Linked DNA regions of Rattus norvegicus: region 2 is linked to region 1. The links are chromatin contacts, called in public Hi-C maps. All regions are on one chromosome and are shown on one strand. Each heading gives the region's core, a stretch centred on a gene start, on an enhancer-like site or on the middle of the called end of the contact. The rest is flanking DNA. Distances are from core to core; before and after follow the strand shown.

Region 1 (3,948 bases), core at 616-3,115:
CTTGTGGAGCGCAGTAGTGGGCATCAGATTCCCTTGACCTGGAGTGACAGGTGGTTGTGAGCCACTGAGTGGTTCCTGGGAATTGAACCTGGGTCCTCTGCAAGAGTAGGTAAAAGCCAGTGCTCTTAACCACTGAGCCATATCTCCACGCCCAAAAGCTGTAATTTTTTTGAAGATTCATTTTTATTGTTTTTATTTGTGTACGTCATATATGTGGAGATGAGAAGAAGGTAATGGATTCCATAGAGCTAGAGTTACAGGTGGCTGTGAGTGTCCAGGGTGGGTGCTGGGAACTGAACTTAGGTCCTCTGTAAGAACATGACTGGACCTTAAACTGCTGAGGCATCTCTCCAGTGCCTAAAGTTTAACTTTTAGGAGGCACTGTTTGTAAATGATACCATGGTATATACAGTCTGACCCTCTTGAAACTTAAAAACAAAAGCATTCAGCTAACGAAATGTCAGTGGCAGGAAACATGGAAACTCCCAGTCCACAAACAGAAGGATACTGCCCAGACCTCCCAGGGAGTCCTGCCTGACTGACCCTCAGACAGAAGGAAGGACATAAATGACAAAAGTCAACAGAACAAAGATGCGATGTCAGCAGTGTGTTTAAATGATGCACAAACAAGGGGGGGGGGGGACAACCAAAAAGTTTGTGGGGAGAAACTATCTCAGGGATATATATAGCTCAGTGGCTGAGCATGGCTGAGTTTGAGATCCTAGGCTCCCTCCCCAAGCACTAAATAAATGAGTGAGTAAGCAATCTGGTCTCGATACAAAAACTTGAGGCCTGCCTCAAAAAGAGACATCTTTCTGCAAGTCATGGATGAGACCTGCCTAATTTCCCCTCCTGGTTGTTGACATCCAGAGGTGCCTCAAAGCTCTAGAAAGCCAAGTGGGTATTTAGCCTATGACCCAGGTAGATAGCTATGCCAGGGGAGGGGTACTTTCCCCTATCTGACGGAGTTCACAAGTGCTGGTGTGAGGAAACGCGTAAGTCAGAATGCCATCCGCCCACTCCTGTGTTTGAGCCAGTCGGGGCGATGAACTTAGACCCCTGGGCTGGGAAGCCTCTGCTATCAGTATGTCCATCACGAGTCCAGCCTTCTAATTTAACTGCTTGGTAATTTTGGGTACTTATCTTTGTGGGTCTCACCATTCCCCTTCCTACCTCCTTCCAGCCACGGATTACTCAATACCGTGTGATTCAACTGTCCAGCAACCAATGCGTTTGCTCCTCATCCTATCTATCTCGCCAAGCCCCAACACTTCATTCAACTAAACGCTGGTAGCTCATGGCAGGAAAAGAGCTGACAGAAAGCCCAGGAAGCAAATAGGCTTTTAAAGGACAGCGAGTCTGTGTGGCCAGCAACTCACTAATGTTACTCACTAATTAACGCCCTTTGCTTTTTTTCTTCCATTTGTGTAACTTAAAGATGTTTATCATTTATCATTTTAACTTACTTCACACTACTAAAGATTGTTTGCAACCTTCCATGCAACGCCCAGGTTTAAGAAGTCCTCGCTATCTGCACTCATGTATAAAAGAAATAAATAAAACCTTTAAAAAAAAAAAAAAGTTCTCCCAGAGCTGAAGCCAGGCATACTCCCTCATTCTCCTATGTAGAGGATTGCACAGCAGCCAAGGGAATCGCCCACAAATGGCTCCCGGTAGGTCATGGCGACCTTGAGGCCGGACTGACTCAACCTGCTTTTTCCGCTGGCACATTGAGGACCGAGAGACCCGATCTCCGCCGGCCGCTACTCCCTCTGCCCGCCAGACAGCCACGTGGGCGACAGCTGGGGAACCCTAGGTTTCTGAGTGTCCCGGCCACCCACAGCCCCTCCCACAACTGGGGCGGGGCGTCCTAGTGCTGGTGACCTGCTCTAGGAGGTGAGGTAAGGTTTGAATGAGGCTGGGACAACCGGACTGTCCTTCTGTCGCATGCGCAGAAGCACCCGAGGTACTGCCAGGCTGAGGATCCACGCGAGGTACTGCCAGGCTGAGGGTAGGAAGCCTCGAGAAATCGGGAGCTTGATCTTCGTCCACCGTCAGGAACTGGCCTGGTCGGGGACTGAGTCTTGAAACCAGGTCTCTCTGGACCCAGGAATGAACACAGGAAACCAAGGAACTAAGGAGGCTAAGGCTGACAGGGCCTGAAGAAGAAAGGGTGTTTGGTGAAGCGTGAATACTAATGTGTAAGATAAACTCCTCCCTGTGGTGAATGAAGCCTTGGAAACAGGGGTGGATGCAGTGGGATTGAAGAAATGTGAATAATAAAAGGATACAAAATGCCTCGTACTGTTGGGGCCTCTTTAGCGTGTCTATTATTCCTCTCCTTGTTCTGCTCATGTGTAGGCAGTCCTGTCGGGAGACTTTATGAACTTCTGACAGTCCTAGGAGACGCAATCTCATAGCAAACTCCCTGATCCTCTAAGTGTGTAACAATTAATGGGAAAAGAGGCTATAAATTTGAAAGGGTGCAAAGGTGGTATGTATGTGGGGAGGGAAAGGGAGAAATGTTGTAATGGCATTATAATCTCAAAAACTAGAAGAAAACGGTTTTTTAAGGATACAAAATAGCCAGGTATGGTACAAGCTTCTTTTACGACATTACTGGAGAGGCAGAGGCAGGATCTCTTTGGGTTTGAGGCCAGTCTGGTCTACGTAGGGACTTACAGGCCTGCACAGAGAGACTGTTTCGAAATCTAATAAATCTAATCTAAATAAATAAGAACAAATACAAAATGTCAAGAATTATTTCTGGAGAACTGCTGTAGCTTAAGACAAACTGGGGGTGGGGCGGGAGTAGTGAGAATGCCAGTCATTTTGATTTAACATTGTTGTAACGCATCCAAGCCTCAAAACTTCCGGTTATCTGACCAAAATATTTACAATTTTTATTTTTCCATGGAAAGTAGATTATCAAGAAAGTGGCTCAAATCAGCATCTCCATCCAACTGGCGGGCCAGGAATGTCTAACAAAGAAGTCAGATTGGAGCAAGACCCAGGAGTCTTGCTAAGGGGTGGGGGAAGGGAAGCCAGCCTAATTAGGTGAGGTTCGCACTGGCAAAAGATCTGCTAAGGTGTCAGAGAGGCCATAAAAGCTGCAGCCACAAACCGTGTCAAATCTCCCTGAATGAAGGCAAAGGAGGCTTAGCTTCCCTTCTGGCCTGGTGGAAGGCAGCTAACCAAGTTGAATTTGTCCTATGAACTGGTTGCCAAGGAGACATTCTGCATGGTCTCTACAATAAGGAAGAGAGAGATCTGAATCTCCCCCCTGAAGGTGACCGGACAGTCTAGTATGGTACCCCAATAGCACTGAGCCCCACAGACTGTGAGGGACCCAGAAGTGTCATCTCCTAAGGGTCTAGAAGGAACAGGCAAGCAAATAGTCTCAGCTCTAGAAGTGCATCCATCATTAAAGTGCCTGTTTTGGCTGCCAGAGGCTATGCCAGTTTCTCCCCATGCTGGAAGAGGCAGCAGCTTGAGCAGTTTCTCTTCCCCCTTGGTGTACAGAGCTTTTGTTCACACAGAGGCATGGGTCACCACTGGCCTGAGTCCTGCTTCCCTAATCCAGGCATATGACCAGGGCTGGGTTCAAGTGGCAACACTCAGACAGATCACAGTGACTTGACGTTGATGTTCTGCACTCTCTAGGTCTCTAATCCAGAAGCTACAGGCCACCTTGTAGGAGTGCGGGACTGAGTTAAAGGCCAAAATGTATGGGAACTGGAAGAGAATTGGCGGAGAGAGGGAAGATGACCTTGAGTGCATCTGGAGCTCCCGGGTTCAAAGTTACAAAGCCACTGTGTTTCTGCTGTTTTACTCTGTAACAGCATTGCCAAACAGTTACAAATGATAAACAGCAGTGAGTAGAATGACCCACTTAGACGGCAGAGCTCAACAGACTTCTCCTGAGCTGGGCTGTACTCCTCAAATACT
Region 2 (3,948 bases), core at 455-2,954, 92 kb after region 1:
CCCCAGGACCCTGTAAGCAGCTGCGAGAAGGGTACCTCTGTGCTTTAGGTAATCAATGTGCCTCTTTCTCTTGCCTCTTCTTGTACACCCCACCCGTACCCCTGGTGCCTCCTAGACGCTTTTGCTCTCAGATATCCCGCCCCAATGGAGGAGCCACCAACAGTGGGTCAGCTCTACCTTTACGTCAAGCCGGCTCAGCCGACTCTTCCTCAGATGGTGAGTCAATGCCCATCAGAGCTGGGCCTCAAAGGCCAGATTTTGCCTAGAAATGAATCTGCCTACCCTTCCTTACCACAGCAGTGCTGTCAACAGATGCTACAGCTTGCTGCCTGCACGGTCGGATCACAGGTGAAGAGAGGACCAGAGGAAACCAGTGCCCCCATCTGACCCACGAATGGGGGCTGAGCAGTACCAGTCTGAGGTACCTGGTTCTGAACCTTCCAGATCCAACCCACAGCACCCTGTCACTTCAGGCTTTGAAAGCAAGGCTAGCAGCTACTTCAGAGCAGGTTGTAGCAGCTGGCTAATCAAAGTCAGCCTGAGAGGTAAGCGCCCCTGCAGGAACAATCCCAGGCCAGGGCCACCAGTCACCAATGTGCCTGCTGCAGCAGACAACACCTAGCATCTGGGGGAGGCTGAAAGGGATACCTCAAAGTCTTGAACCTGCCCTGCCCCAACTGACACAGAGGGTTCTAAATTAACCGGGAGGAGGGAGGGAGGTCCCATGAAATTGCTGGCAGGACACAATAAAACAATTTACCCAGAGTTGACTTCATAAAGCAAACACATCGGAACTGCCTTTTTTTTTTTTTTTTTTTTTTAAATCATGGGGCCTGGCTATTTGGTTTTTTATTTTAAAGGAAAAAAAAAAAGGAGTGGGGGGGGGGCGGCTCTGTCATTTCTGGAACAGCTGCTGAGCAGTAGGACTCCTGCTTCACACCCTCAAGGCCAGCCAGCCAATCTCTCCCTTACAGGATCACAGACCCACTGACCCAACAGACGTCTCCAGTTACTGGCAACTTACACCCAGCATTTTCTGGGAAAACCATCGTGTTCAAAGGTCTAGGCTGAGAACAGGCTTTCCTGCAAAATCTCCATACACAGGTATAGACCTTCAGCTCTGCCTGCAGCTGCTCCCAAGTTTGGGAATTCTGCTCAGGAAGCCCTTTAAGAAATTCCAGGCCCTGGGGTTGGGGATTTAGCTCAGTGGTAGAGTGCTTGCCTAGGAAGCGCAAGGCCCAGGGTTCGGTCCCCAGCTCCGAAAAAAAAAAAAAAAAAAAAAGAACAAAAAAAAAAAAAAAAATTCCAGGCCCAGCCAGCCCTGCCCAGTGTTTCCACACAGCCCCTTCCTCCTTGAACCCCGTTTCCTATTTGCCCTCCACCCTATTTCCTATGCCCTTTGCCCCCCTGCCCTGGGGCAGGACCCTAAGGGAGCTGATTCAAGAGACACCACCCAGGGAGGAAGGAAGGCAGGTGCTTCGGTCTGTACACCCAGGACTGGAAAGACCTTTCCACTGTAGCTTTGCAAGGGATTCTATGACCCAGGCCTACCTGGGTCTGCTGCTGCTAAGGGAGGTTCGGTGACAGCAGGACAACTCCCAGAGCTGGAAGTTTGTCCCAAATCCTGCCCCTCCTCCAGTAAGTCTCTGGTTGGAGGTGGCACTCCATGCTCTGTGGCATCTACAGTTGCTTCATTCATCTGGAGGAGGGGTAGGGTGTGTGTGGGTGGAAGCTCATGGAATTGTCTAATGTTTTCACAAGCCACAGACAAGGTTTAAACACAGCAAAACTCTTGAAGCCATGTTTGGATGCAGGCAAGCTTCATATCTAAGGAGTACCAAAGTATGTATGTACTCTATGAGCACAGCAGAGAAACATGGAGTATTCTGGGGTACAGATAAGGAGTAAGTATGATTGTCCCTTCTGAAATTCTTGAATTGTCAACTGAACTGGTTCAGGCAGTCATAAAGAATATAACAACACTCTACACAAAGCCACATATATACCTGCACGTGTGTGCGTGCGTGCAAACACACACACACACACACACACACACACACACACACACACACACACAAATCTCCCGCTCCCAAACAGGGCTGTTTCCACCAAACTGTCACCCCCAAACTAAACAAGGAAGTAACACTCATTTGCACACTTGCCTAGAGAGGGCAATAGGACCACATGCCAGACATTTCATAATAGTGTTTCCCCTCCTTTAACTAAGGGTTGCAAAACACATTTGAAAATTTCCGTTTCTATGAACCCCTATAAGACAGTAATAATTCAACACCCTTGGTTTCTGCCAGGAGACTAGCAACCATCACAGACAGGCTCTCCCAGGAGCTCTATCCTGTGACTCCTGGAGTTCTATACAGGGAGAAAAGTATCCACTCTAAAAGCTTTCAGATGCAGAATGCTGTGTCAAGGGTCTCCTCCAGGTGATTACGGCTATGAGGGGAGAGAGCTGAACCCAGAGAGCAGACATTTCCGTTTCTTCCCATTCAATTCTTAGGTCTCGGCTCTGCTTTCCAAAGGAAAACAGAGTATCTTCTGCAGTGTATCTTCCTGGCTCCATCTTCCCCAAGCTGCAGAGAGCCACATGGGGGCCTGCTTTCTTTGTCATCCTGAACTGAAGGGACCATATCCCATTTCAGAGACCAACATCAACAGGCTCTCTCTGGGACGTCCGTGGTGGCTGCTGCACAAGAACACGGCGCTCAGACAGTGGCCTGAAGCCCCGGGAGGATGTGCTCGCTCCTGTTTCAGACTTTCCAAGACGCCAAAGACAGACAAGACACCTAGGTTTAATTATCTGACAAAAAAAAAAATCTTCCTCCTTTGAGGCTGATCTAAAGAAACGGCGACTTAGCCAGGTATGGCAGTGCATGCCTTTAATCTCTGTTCTCCGAAGGCAGAGGCAGGAAGATCTCTTGAGAAGGCATCCTAGTCTACAGAGTGAGTTCCAGGACAGCCAGGACTGTTACACAGAGAAACAATGTCTCAAAAGGAAGTGGGGGGCAGGGAGGGAGGTCTGGCAACTTGTAGCCACCCAGGAAGTCTAACAATGAGCTCCCAGCTTCATCAATGAATGCATAATCTGAGCGTGACACTGAAGAGGATGGCTAACAGCTCGGGTCTTCTGACCTTATGACCACAAATGAGAACAGGCGAGGACAGCACTAGACGCTCACGTTCACGACAATGCCAGAACATAAAGCTGCCAGCACTAAGTGCTGTGAGACCAATTCACTGTCACACTAGGAAGAGAGAAGCAGCCACTGTGGAAGGTCACTCACGGACTCTTACGAATTTATACAGCCTTATGCACAACACCCTAATCCCACTCATAGGTGAATTAAAAATGGATTCCATGGGCTGGAGAGACGGCTTGGTGGTTCAGAGCACTGACTGCTCTTCCAGAGGTCCTGAGTTCAATTCCCAGCAACCACATGGTGGCTCACAACCATCTGTAATGGGATCTGATGCCCTCTTCTAGGTATCTGAAGACAGCTACAGTGGACTCATACTTAAAAAGAAGATAAATTATGAGTGAATTTTGTTAAGCTGAAGTAACCAGACATAAAAGGCTGCACTTCACATGACTTTTTATTTCATTCTGCAAAACACAAACCTATAGACAGGAAACCCATCAAGGATAGAGGGATTTCAGACGAGTTAGCTTCCATAAAGGGATAAACGGGGTGATTTCTATAGTGGTATCAGGACAATTGATAAAGACTGCATTTGTCAGCTCTCACGGAACCTTGGTGCAGTCTTGATTTCAACCCAACACCATAACAAACAAACAATAACCAAAACCCCCAGCACTTGGAACTGTACTCACAAACAAGGCATTTCAGGCTACACAAATATACACCAACCAGGAAGTTGGGGAATCCCAGGCTGGAATGCAGACTAAGTCACATGCCTTTGTGCAGGGTGGGA

The links. Hi-C and Micro-C count contacts between places; a contact is called where the count stands out from the background.
Region 2: a Hi-C map of liver shows a contact between it and region 1, with 3 times the contacts expected there. The contact joins two enhancer-like sites. A contact is called at or near these places in 2 of 12 Hi-C or Micro-C datasets (liver and mammary epithelial cells).

Annotation. Positions count from the first base shown.
Region 1 is chr1:126,833,371-126,837,318 of GRCr8, forward strand. No RefSeq gene overlaps it. Among named protein-coding and RNA genes, the nearest start is that of Klf13, 110 kb to the right of the region's middle. Within about 2 kb of position 1,866, at least 64 of the 93 cell types and tissues checked have an H3K27ac peak or open chromatin away from gene starts, as enhancers often do. A contact at or near this core is called in liver, where this site is marked.
Region 2 is chr1:126,925,832-126,929,779 of GRCr8, forward strand. All of the region lies in intron 1 of Klf13 (KLF transcription factor 13), which reads right to left. Among named protein-coding and RNA genes, the nearest start is that of Klf13, 21 kb to the right of the region's middle. Within about 2 kb of position 1,705, at least 11 of the 93 cell types and tissues checked have an H3K27ac peak or open chromatin away from gene starts, as enhancers often do. A contact at or near this core is called in liver, where this site is marked.